Linked DNA regions of Sus scrofa: regions 1 and 3 are each linked to region 2. A link is a contact called in public HiChIP or PLAC-seq data. All regions are on one chromosome and are shown on one strand. The core of a region is the stretch at or near the end of the contact, and the rest is flanking DNA. Distances in the headings are between cores, read along the strand shown.

The links. HiChIP or PLAC-seq counts read pairs in DNA pulled down with a chosen protein or histone mark.
Region 1: a contact with region 2 is called in an H3K27ac HiChIP or PLAC-seq map of skeletal muscle. The contact joins two enhancer-like sites. A contact is called at or near these places in 1 of 47 Hi-C or Micro-C datasets (skeletal muscle) and 1 of 2 datasets of contacts at active chromatin or transcription factors (skeletal muscle).
Region 3: a contact with region 2 is called in an H3K27ac HiChIP or PLAC-seq map of skeletal muscle. The contact joins two enhancer-like sites. A contact is called at or near these places in 1 of 47 Hi-C or Micro-C datasets (skeletal muscle) and 1 of 2 datasets of contacts at active chromatin or transcription factors (skeletal muscle).

What each region holds. Positions count from the first base shown.
Region 1 is chr14:45,039,959-45,043,218 of Sscrofa11.1, forward strand. No RefSeq gene overlaps it. Among named protein-coding and RNA genes, the nearest start is that of MN1, 100 kb to the right of the region's middle. Within about 2 kb of position 1,568, at least 3 of the 83 cell types and tissues checked have an H3K27ac peak or open chromatin away from gene starts, as enhancers often do. A contact at or near this core is called in skeletal muscle, where this site is marked.
Region 2 is chr14:44,857,363-44,860,641 of Sscrofa11.1, forward strand. No RefSeq gene overlaps it. Among named protein-coding and RNA genes, the nearest start is that of MN1, 280 kb to the right of the region's middle. Within about 2 kb of position 1,894, at least 28 of the 83 cell types and tissues checked have an H3K27ac peak or open chromatin away from gene starts, as enhancers often do. A contact at or near this core is called in skeletal muscle, where this site is marked.
Region 3 is chr14:45,022,307-45,025,948 of Sscrofa11.1, forward strand. No RefSeq gene overlaps it. Among named protein-coding and RNA genes, the nearest start is that of MN1, 120 kb to the right of the region's middle. Within about 2 kb of position 1,650, at least 4 of the 83 cell types and tissues checked have an H3K27ac peak or open chromatin away from gene starts, as enhancers often do. A contact at or near this core is called in skeletal muscle, where this site is marked.

The DNA of each region.
Region 1 (3,260 bases), core at 318-2,817, 180 kb after region 2:
CCAAAGCGAGAACTCACTTCTCTCTCTCCTACCTCCCAGCTTTTGCCCATACGATGTCCCTGCTGGGAACACCAGACCCACGTGCCACTCTCAGTAGGACAAGAACTATCATATTTGCTACTGTTGAAAGACAGTTCATCTCTGGAGCACATATGCGAATGTATTTACATACCTAACACACATGTACAAATGCAAATGTCCATGCACACATATTTACACAAACATGCACTTACGACCTTTAAAAACAAAATTCACAAAACAGTCTGGCACTTCCTCAAAAAGTTAAACCTAGATTTATCATAGTAATTTACCCAGCAATTACTCTCCTAGGCATCTACCCAAAAGAAATGAAAACACATGAACACATAAAATTGTACACAGACGTTCAAGGCAGCATTACTCATAATAGTCAAAAGGTGGAAGTAACCCAAACGTCCATCAACCAATGAATAGTGAACAAAATGTGGTGTGTATTTATATGACGGAATGTTATTCAGTCACAGAAAGGAATGATGTTCTAATGCACACTGCAACGTGGATGAAAGGAGAAAACAGGATGCTGAGTGAAGGAAGCCAGTCACAGATGATTGTGTTGTATGGTTTCATATAAACGAAAGGTTCGGAACAGGCGAATCTAGATGGACTATCCAGAAATGTCCAGAACAGACAAAGCAGATTAGTAGTTGCCAGGGGCCGAGGGTTGAAGGAATTGGGGGGTGAGATGAGAGCTATGGGTACAGGGTTTCTTTTTGAGGTGATGAAAATGTACTAAAAGTCATGGTTGTAATGGCTGCACGATTCTTGAATATAGTAAAAACCATTGAATTATGCACTTCAAATGGATGAACAGTATGGTATGTGAATTATATCTCAGTAAAGACGTTATAATAAAAACATCTGCATATTTATACCCTGTTTTCTGTTCTATCTAGGACTTTGCATATACTGTTCCCACTGTTGGGAACACCCTTCCCCATCTCTCTCCCTTCCTCTGACCAATGGTAGTCATCCCCCAGGGGGCTGAGAAGCAGAGCCTAGGGTGGGACACGTGGGGTCTGTGGAGCCCTGTCTGGCAGGCCAGCTATACCCCTCTTTGGCTGTGTGATCCTGGCTAAGTGACTTTCGGACCCAGTGGGTCTGTTGAGTGTGAGCATATGGGGCAAATATAAGCTGGTGAGAGGAAGGCACTTGGTTCAGGCTCTGACCTCAACTGGGGGCCCCATGAGCAGTGGTCATCAGGCCTCCTCCTGCCAGGAAACTGAGGTCAGAGGGTCGCTGAGAGGCTGAGCAAAGCAGGACTTGGCCAGCCCAGCTCTGGTTGATGCCCAGAACTTGGGGTAACACCAGGGACTTGCAGGGCAGACAGACCTTTGGCCAGACCAGAGAAGGGATTTACTGTTCCCTTCTCCCTGCAGTGGGGGCAGGCGATCCTCACCCCCCACAGGTGCAAGGGCCCCTTGGCCTGTGGCCAAACTGATGGATCTTCCCCTCCAGAGGTGGCGTCCCTGCCCCAGGAGCCTAGGCGTGCAGGGCATCGGCAGACTGCCAGCTGCAGCCTCAGGGCAGCCGGTAACCTTTCAGAACATGGATCCAGTCACGTCCCTCCCCTGCTTAAAACCCTCTGCTCACCTCTGACGGTGGCTTGCGTGTCCTGGCCCTGCCCAGCCATCTGACCCCGTCTCCTCCAGCCCTTGCCCTCGCTCACACCACGCCAGCCTCCAGGCCTTCACCCTCAGGCCTTCTCTTCCCTCTTCCCATCCCTTCTGCCCCAGCTCAGAGGTCACCTCCCAGAGAGACCAGCTCTCCCGCCACTCCCCTTCTCCCCCACCCTCTGTCTCTGTCTCCATCCCTCCAATCACCAACTGCGACTGTTTGATCCTTTGTCCCATAACCGGCCTTTTGCAGCTGCCCTCATGGAACAGAAGCTTTGGGAGAGCAGAGACTGAGTCTGTCTCTGGTTCAGCGCTGATCCCAGAGGGCCCGGCCAACTTCCGGGCATAGAGATGGCACCCACTAAGGATTGCCCAATGAATGTGCCAAGCAGGCGGCCTGGATCCCAGCCCCCGGGCTGCTCCTGATTTGCTGGGAGACACCAAACAAGTCACATTTCCTTTCTAGATGACAGGTGAGGCCTTTGGGAAGCAAAGGAATTCTCCTTTTTGATGGCCCCCCACTCCCCCCGGAGTATCTGGAGCAGCCAGACCCAGAGCCAGTTGGGCTCAGAGTGGGCGAGTCTGGGATCCCAGGTGCCCGGTCCCTCCTTTGCTATCTTTGCTAGAAAACCATGGGGCTCCTTGGACCCCAGGGATGCTCATGTCCATCAGGGATCCTCACACAGGTTGTAGTCCAGTGCTGGGTTTAAATCCACCTGGAATTCTAGGGACTCCTAGTGACATAAGACTAGCAGGTTACCAGATTGTACATCCAGGTTGAGGCCAACTGCGTAAAGAGAAACACAGAGGAAATAGACCCACACGTCAACCTTGACTATTCTAAGGGTGGAAATACGTGGCCCGGGGGTGGGGGGGGGATGGCGGGTTCTGCGCCTTCCTACTTTTGTCATTTTTCAAATTTTCCACAATGAATAGTTCCTTGTTCATCAGCGATAAAAAGGTTATTTAAAGAAAAAAACTCTTAAAAGTTATCTGAGAATATAGGGCTAGATCATTTCTCAGGGTTCCTCCAGGTCTGGAAAAGGCAGTGAGGAGACTGAGCAAGAGCAGGCAGGAAGAACTTTGGTCTTTTTCTAAACAGAAGAAACATGAATGGGGCTTTTCAGAGAGGGCAGTGGCCTGATGAGGAGACACCAATACGTGTTCCTTTATTATTTCCCATTCGAGGTCCATACACCCTCCCCCTACCTCAGCCATGGGTTTCTGGTTTCATTCATTTATTCCCTCATTCTTTCTCTTAACTCACATGCATTGAGCTCCTCTTTGACCTTAATGTTGCCATCTGAGAAAAGGGTATATAGTCCTAGCAACCCCCCCCACACCAAGTTCATTGTGAGAACTAAAGGAGACCCCAGATGGATGCCATGTACCTGGCACTGAAGAAACTCCAAATATACGTGTTAATATGAAGAAGATGAAAAAGAGGCACATAGCTTCACCATCAGAGACAAACCCAGACAGCATTTTGGGTTAGTTCCTTCCAGATATTTTTTTTCTGCACACAGATTTATAGAGCTAGGGATAAAAAATGAAGATGTACAAGTGGGATCACGCTACAGTTCTATTTTGTCATCTGATTTTATTTTT
Region 2 (3,279 bases), core at 644-3,143:
TGTACTTGCTCACAGGCATTCATGCATTCAAATTTTTTGTCCAGGGCTCACTGTGGGCCATGTAAGAGGTCGTGGGGAGCCAGTGAATGCTTGAGAGCTGGGGAGAACCTGCTGCACAGTCCAGCTTGGCAAACTGTAAAGTGTTTGGCAAACAGTAAATTTCAGTTTGCTCTAGAGACCTTAGTCCAGATGCCTCTGACCCCACAGAGGAGTCAGAGCCTCAGTGGGTGCCATCCTTGCACCCTGCATTTGCCTCTCCAATGCTGCAAGGCTGACTGATTTTATGCCCAAGCCTGTCAACCTCCCAAGTTAGCTGGACACCTTCACAAGCATCATTGTTGCCCCTGGGTCGGCGAGGGTGCTGGGGCACCAAGATGGTCAAGGCCTCCTCCAAGCACTCCCTGTCTAGAGCTTTGCCGGTGTGAACTGAACTTCTGTGCCCAGTGGCTCTGATTGGGTGCCTACTGTACCCATTTCACAGATCAGAGATGAGTGAATCCCAGGTTCACGGAGTCAATGAAAGCATCTAGCCGAGATCCATGAAGCTGGGCATTTTCAAAAGAAGAGGCTAATGAAAAAAGAATGAAATAATGCCATTTGCAGCAACATGGATGGACCTAGATATTATCCTAAGTGAAGTCAGAAAGAGAAGGACAAATACCTATGATATTACTTATATGTAGAATCTTAAAAAAGGATACAAATGGACTTATTTACAAAACAGAACCAGACTCACACACACAGCAAACAAACTTATGGTAACCAAAGGGGGATGGTGGGGATAAATTAGCAGTAGGGGATTAACAGATACACACTACTCTATATATAACAGATAAACAAGGATTTACTGTATAGCACAGGGAACTACATTCAATATCTTTTAATAACCTATAATGGAAATGAATCTGAAAAAGGCTATTATATATAACTGAATATATATAATATATATATTACATATATAACTAAATCACTCCTATAACCTGAAATTAACACAGTCTTAAAAATCAACTATACTTCAATTAAAATTAAAAAAGCAGCTAAACATTACTTGTGTGTGTATATATATATATATATATATATATATATATATATATATAGTCTTTTTGCCTTTTCTAGGGCGGCTCCCACAGCATATGGAGTTTCCCAGGCTACGGGTGGAATCGGAGCTATAGCTGCTGGCCTACACCAGAGCCACAGCAACATGGGATCCGAGCCGAGTCCGCAACCTACACCACAGCTCACGGCAACACCAGATCCTTAACCCACTGAGCAAGGCCAGGGATCAAACCCGCAACTTCATGGTTCCTAGTCGGATTCGCTAACCACTGAGCCACAATGGGAACTCCCAACATTACTTGTATTTTTACAACCTCCTTCACACCCCAACCCCCAGCAGCCTGTGCAGGACACTCCCCATGTAGGTAGATGCATATTGATAATAGTAATAATAACAGGAGCTAACAACCTGGGCATATGCTCTATGCTCTTTGCATATATTCCCTCATTTAATCCTTGCAAAGCAGCTAGCACAGTGCCTGGCACACAGTAGGAGCTCAATAAAGCCTTATGGAACAAATGAATGAATGAATTCAACAACAACATGAAAGCAAATCTCATGACTTTGGCCCAGTACTGGGGGTCAGACAGACCTGATGGCCAATTCCTGCTCTGCCATTGATCAACTGTATGACCTTGGCCAAATTACATCCTATCCTGTAGCCTTCAGTTTTCCCATCTGTAAAGTGGGCATGATGCTACCTGCTCATCAGATTAAAAATTAAATGGAGCTCATCATAAGAAAAGTCCTCAGCTCCATGCCTGGGTCAGCCCAGAGCACAGACAAAAGTGTTTTATCATTGCTATTGTCGGGGATGAGGTCGCTCTTTCCATCTGTCCTCTCAGCTTGCAGTCACGGGTCAGGAAGTTGGAGCCCAGAGGTCACACATGCGTGGTCTGAAGGCCTCATCCAGCTCCCAGATGTGTTTTGTTTGGCTAACATGGTCCTCTGTCAATTTTTTTTTCCTAATTGAATTAGTTCCCAACGTTTTGAGACTTAGGGATTTTTACATAAAATACAGATTTGGGGGGTCTCTCTTGGAACTTCAGACGTTTGGGCCACATCCGAATCAATTCGCCCAAAGCCAAGGTCAGCCGAAGCTGAGAAGCATCCACCCCTGTGGCTGAGGCATGAATTCCCTGTCTGCCCCAGTCCCCACCCCTCCGTATTGCCTCACTCTTGGCCAGCTTCGCTCATTTAGGAAACGGGCCCGCCCCTGGAGGATCCTGCATTTGGAAGCTTTACTCTAGATCATCTCTTCTGTGAGACGTCTGAGGAAGGTCCAAGTCGCAGTTAAGCAAGTTCAACAACAAGACGGAAAATGTATACCTCGGAGTGGGTTTTCACCCAGCGTCGCAGCTGGGGCCCAGAATGGAGTTCGCACCCCCACCCCCCGGAAACATCATCACCCTCTGAATGGTGAAAGCTACCCTCCCACCCATGCCCACTCGGGGAGCCCACAGAGAGCCTCTTGAACCGCCCCGGCCCCTCCCGGAAAGAGGAGGGTGAGCAGAGAAAATAGCTCCCATCTGACCAGGCCGGGCCATGGCTCTTGACTCTAATTGGGGACGCGGTAATTAGATGATGGCAGAGTGTACCCAGGGCTCAGCTTTCAGCCTGAGGTCCCGCCGACAAACCAGCCCATTTGGAAAGTTCGCCTGACATTCCTGAGCTGGGCCGCCTTGCCAAAGAAAACTCCAGCGAGGCTTGTCTTGGCACTGACTCAACCCCCAGCCTCAGCAGGAAAACCAAAAACATTTACACAGCTGGGGCTGCGACGCCCGCTTCCCTCAAGAGCTTGTCAGGGCTCGGACAGCTCGGCCGACTCGGGGGGCACCTCTGAAGGGGCCTGTGTTCCCCAGCACAGCCAGGCGTGGCCGGCCAGACAGAAAACACTGCCGCTGTCCCCAGGAGGCAGGAGAGAAGGCGCTAGGGAATCCGGACTGGGCACGGGCCTGGGGGCTGGGGTGAGGTCCGGCCACTGACGCTGTCCCCTCCTGCAGCCACATCTGCACAGGTCACCCTGGCCAGACTGCCACCCCACCTGTGCACGCTGGCCAATAAAACAAGCCCACAAAACGGCTAATGGAACATGGGGCTCCCGGGGCCCCCATGCTGACAGCTCTGAGAAACGGCCTCTTCGCCACTCTCTCTTTGCACTTGGCTCCCCTGTCTCTTTTCTTGGCCACCTTTCCATGGGGTTCTCTGATGCTGTCCGTGGC
Region 3 (3,642 bases), core at 400-2,899, 160 kb after region 2:
GAAATTCTGCACCCATCAACCGATGCCTCCTCATCCCCCCGACTCCCCAGCAGCCCTGTTCTACTTTCTGTCTCCATGAATGTGCCTATAGAAGTAGAATCACAGAATCCTTGCGTATTTGTGTCTGGCTTCTTTCACTTTGTGTTGTCAAGGTTTATCCACATTGTAGCCTGTGTCAGAGTTTCATCCCTTTTTTAAGGCTAAGTAGAATTCCATTGGATGGAGAGAGCATGTTGTGTTTATCTGCTCATCTCTGATGGTCACCTTTTGGCTGCTGTGAGTGATGCTGCTATGAACATGAATGTACAAGTATCTGTTGGAGTCTCTGATTACAGGTCCTCTGGGTGGATACCTAGGTGTGGAACTGCTGGGTCACAGGATGACTCTATATCCATTTCTTGGGGACCCACCAAACTGCAGCGGTGCTAAGAGTCTGTGACCTCCAGGCTTGGAGCCCAGCCTGTGTGAGGATGTAGGGAAGGGGGCTCAGCCCTGGTCCCCTCTCACCGGGACCCTCCCAGGAGCCTCCTTGCCACCCCCTGCCTCTGCCTCAGCAACTTCAGCCTGTGGAGATCATCTCCAACCTCAGAAGCCCTGCATGGCTCTCCATCACTCTCTGAATAAAATCTTCGGGCATGGTGCTCTGCATGGATCCCTCCTGACTCCAGGCAGCGGCGGCGGGGGGGGGGGGGTGTCCCCTCAAAGGTCCCACCTCTGCCTCTCTCCCTGGACTGAATTACTTATCTAGTGCATTGGGCTTTCTACAAACACATGCCCATGTCATGGATCGCTCCTCAGGGTCAGAGACTGCGTGCACTGTGTGTCTCCTCATGGTCCTGAGTCTAGAAGGTGCTCAATAAATAAGTTCATTTCACAGATGAAGAAATGGGGCTCAGAGACAGGAATTAACCTGCCTGGGGACACAGAGCTGGGAAGCAAGGGTAACCTGAAACAGATTGCCTTCTAATTCAAGAAGACGTGGGTGTCAATGGCCAGGCACATAATCGGTGTTCCAAACCCACGAAGTGCCAGTTTCCTTCCCACCCCTCACCTTGAGGAGCCTGAACACCCCTAGGTCCAGCACAAGCCTCACCTCTAACTTGCTGTGTGACCTCAAGGAAGGGTGTTACCCTCTCTGGGCCTCGGTTTCCCATTTGGGATCCTCGGCTGGAATTCAAGGCTTCTCCAGCCCCCACACCCCCCACCTCAGAGCAGATTCCTAACAGCTCAGCTGGAGCCCTAAGCCGGCCCTCCTGCCCACAGGTAATTAGAGGAACGCAGCGGGGGTCCAGGGCTGGGGGAAGCCCCAGCAGGAGTCTCCTTCCTCTGAAAGGGGCCCCTCAATGCTGCCCCCCAGCCCCTGCTGCGAGAACAAAAGGCCTTATGGATGTTCAAAGCAAGGCACCGGGCGGGAGGCCAGCGTGGGCGGCCGCAGAGATGGCCACGGGGCTCGTGGCAGGGATGGCCGGCAACTGGAAGCTGTCCCCATCCATCAGTCAGCGGTGACAGCTCCCGGGGCCCTGCGGCCCCCTGCAGCCCAGCCAGCTGACCATCCCGGCTGCAGCGGGCCCTCCCTCCCCTGCCTGGTGGCTCCAGCCTGATGACCTGAATAATGGAGCTGCCTTGAGCGTCCAGCCAGAGTGACAGGCACATCTCTGATCCAGGCCTCTCACACTCCAGCATTTCCTTCTCGGCCACAGCCCTGGCCACTGGCCCCCAGTGTGGAGAAAGATGTGACATTCTGATGGAGCCAGGGAGCCTGGGGTAGTGTGGCCAGGGGCCCGGGGTTCCAGGGATGACCGTAGCTTGGGCTTGCTTGCTCTCAACCCTCTGTGTGACCCAGGGCGAGTCTTGGTCCTTCTCAGGGCCTCAGTTTCCCCTTTTGCAAAATGAAGGTGTCATTTCCAGCTCCAGTGTGTGAATTCTGTGATGCTATGTGTCTGGGAGACAAGTGAAGGCAGGGATGATATGAGCCAGGAGCCCTGGTTTCAGCTGCCCTTGACATGGGACCACCAAGAAGTGACTTGAGGCCGCTGAACCACCTTCTCCCTCTCACCTGTAAAATGAAGACCATCCCCTCACTTCAAACGATTATCATAAAGACAAAATGCAATCGTAGCTGTAAAGCATTTAGCACAGGGCCTGGCGTGGAACTGACAGACACAGACCATCAACCAAATGACTAGGTAGTTATTGTCTCATAAATGCTGGGAAGGAAAAAGAGTAAAGGGTCCAGGGAGGGTCCTGAGAGGCAGGATTGGAGATGAGGCTGGAAGAGCATTCTGGGCAGAGGGAAAAGCTGGTGTGAATGCTCAGAGTTAGGCAGCCCAAAGCAGCAGAAAGTTTGGGACTGATATCTGAGTTCAAATCTTATTTTGTTTTTTTCCCATTTTGGAGAATTCACTTCACTTTTCTCTAAACTTTATTATCTTTAAAAAGTTAATAATAATACAAATCTTACAGTAGTATTACAAGGATTTAGTGAGCTGATAAAAGGGTATCATTACATATTCATGAATGATAGCTATTGTAACTGAGTGAAAAATAACGTTTGCCAAACAATTGCCTTACATGACATTTGAAGCTTCATTTTAGACTGATGTTAAGTTTCTTGGAACATTGGATTTTTCGTATTTTTTTCACGTGAATATTGGTACTTCATGTGCTGTGTGTTGCTGAGTAAGTTAACATCTGCCATGGTTTCTGTTAGTAATAGTTCTTATTCTTTTAAGACCAACTTCTGAAATTCACAAAACCTCTGTTAGTGTAATTGTTATACTTTTTTTTTTTTTTTTTTTTGGACATGCCCAAGGCATGTGGAAGTTCCCGGGCGAGGGATCGAGCCTGCACCACAGCAGCAACGCAAGTGGATGCAGGGACAGCACTGCATCCTTAACCTGCTGCTCCACAAAGGAACTCTCTATAGTACTTCTTTAAAACAAACGAACAAAAAACTTTTTTTTTTCCCTTGGGGAAAAATAAGGTTTTGGTTTTTAATCACCCATAGGTAAACATTATCGTTTTTTAATTAAAAAAATAAAAGGTTGGGGTGTTTGAAGGATGTGATGAAGGCTATTCTGGATGGAGGGGAGTGAGAGAGGAAGAGGTACCGGGCCGTGCACAGTGGGGTCAGACTCAGAGGGTCTGGGTTTGCTGAGTTGCCTTGGGGAAGCTGCTTGGCCTCTCTGGTCTCCACACCCATCTCTATTACAGGAGCTCCACACTGAGCTCTGCCTGGTGGAGTGTGAGGAGGAAAAGCAGGCATCCTAAAGGGCTTTGAACAGCTCTGAATGAAATAAGCCTGCAGTGCCTGGGAGCTATTTTGTATCATCGTCATCCTCGCCATTGTGGGGCACATTGAGTAGTTTGACAGATATTATTGGCTTTCTGTCGCCAGGTGCTTATCTTTTAAAGAAGACTGGAGGCTGGGAGTGTCGACGGGTACAAGAAAGTTCCTACAGCTTGGGTGGTAAGAGGAAAAAAAAAAAAATTGGAAACAACCTAAATGTCCATCACCAGGCGGATGACTCAATGAGTAGTGACATATTCATACTGCGGACGAGTCCATCGCAGTGACAGTGTGTCAACTGGAGCGTCACGTATCAACAAGGATCAGTCTCAAACAAGGATGTCGAGCCAAAA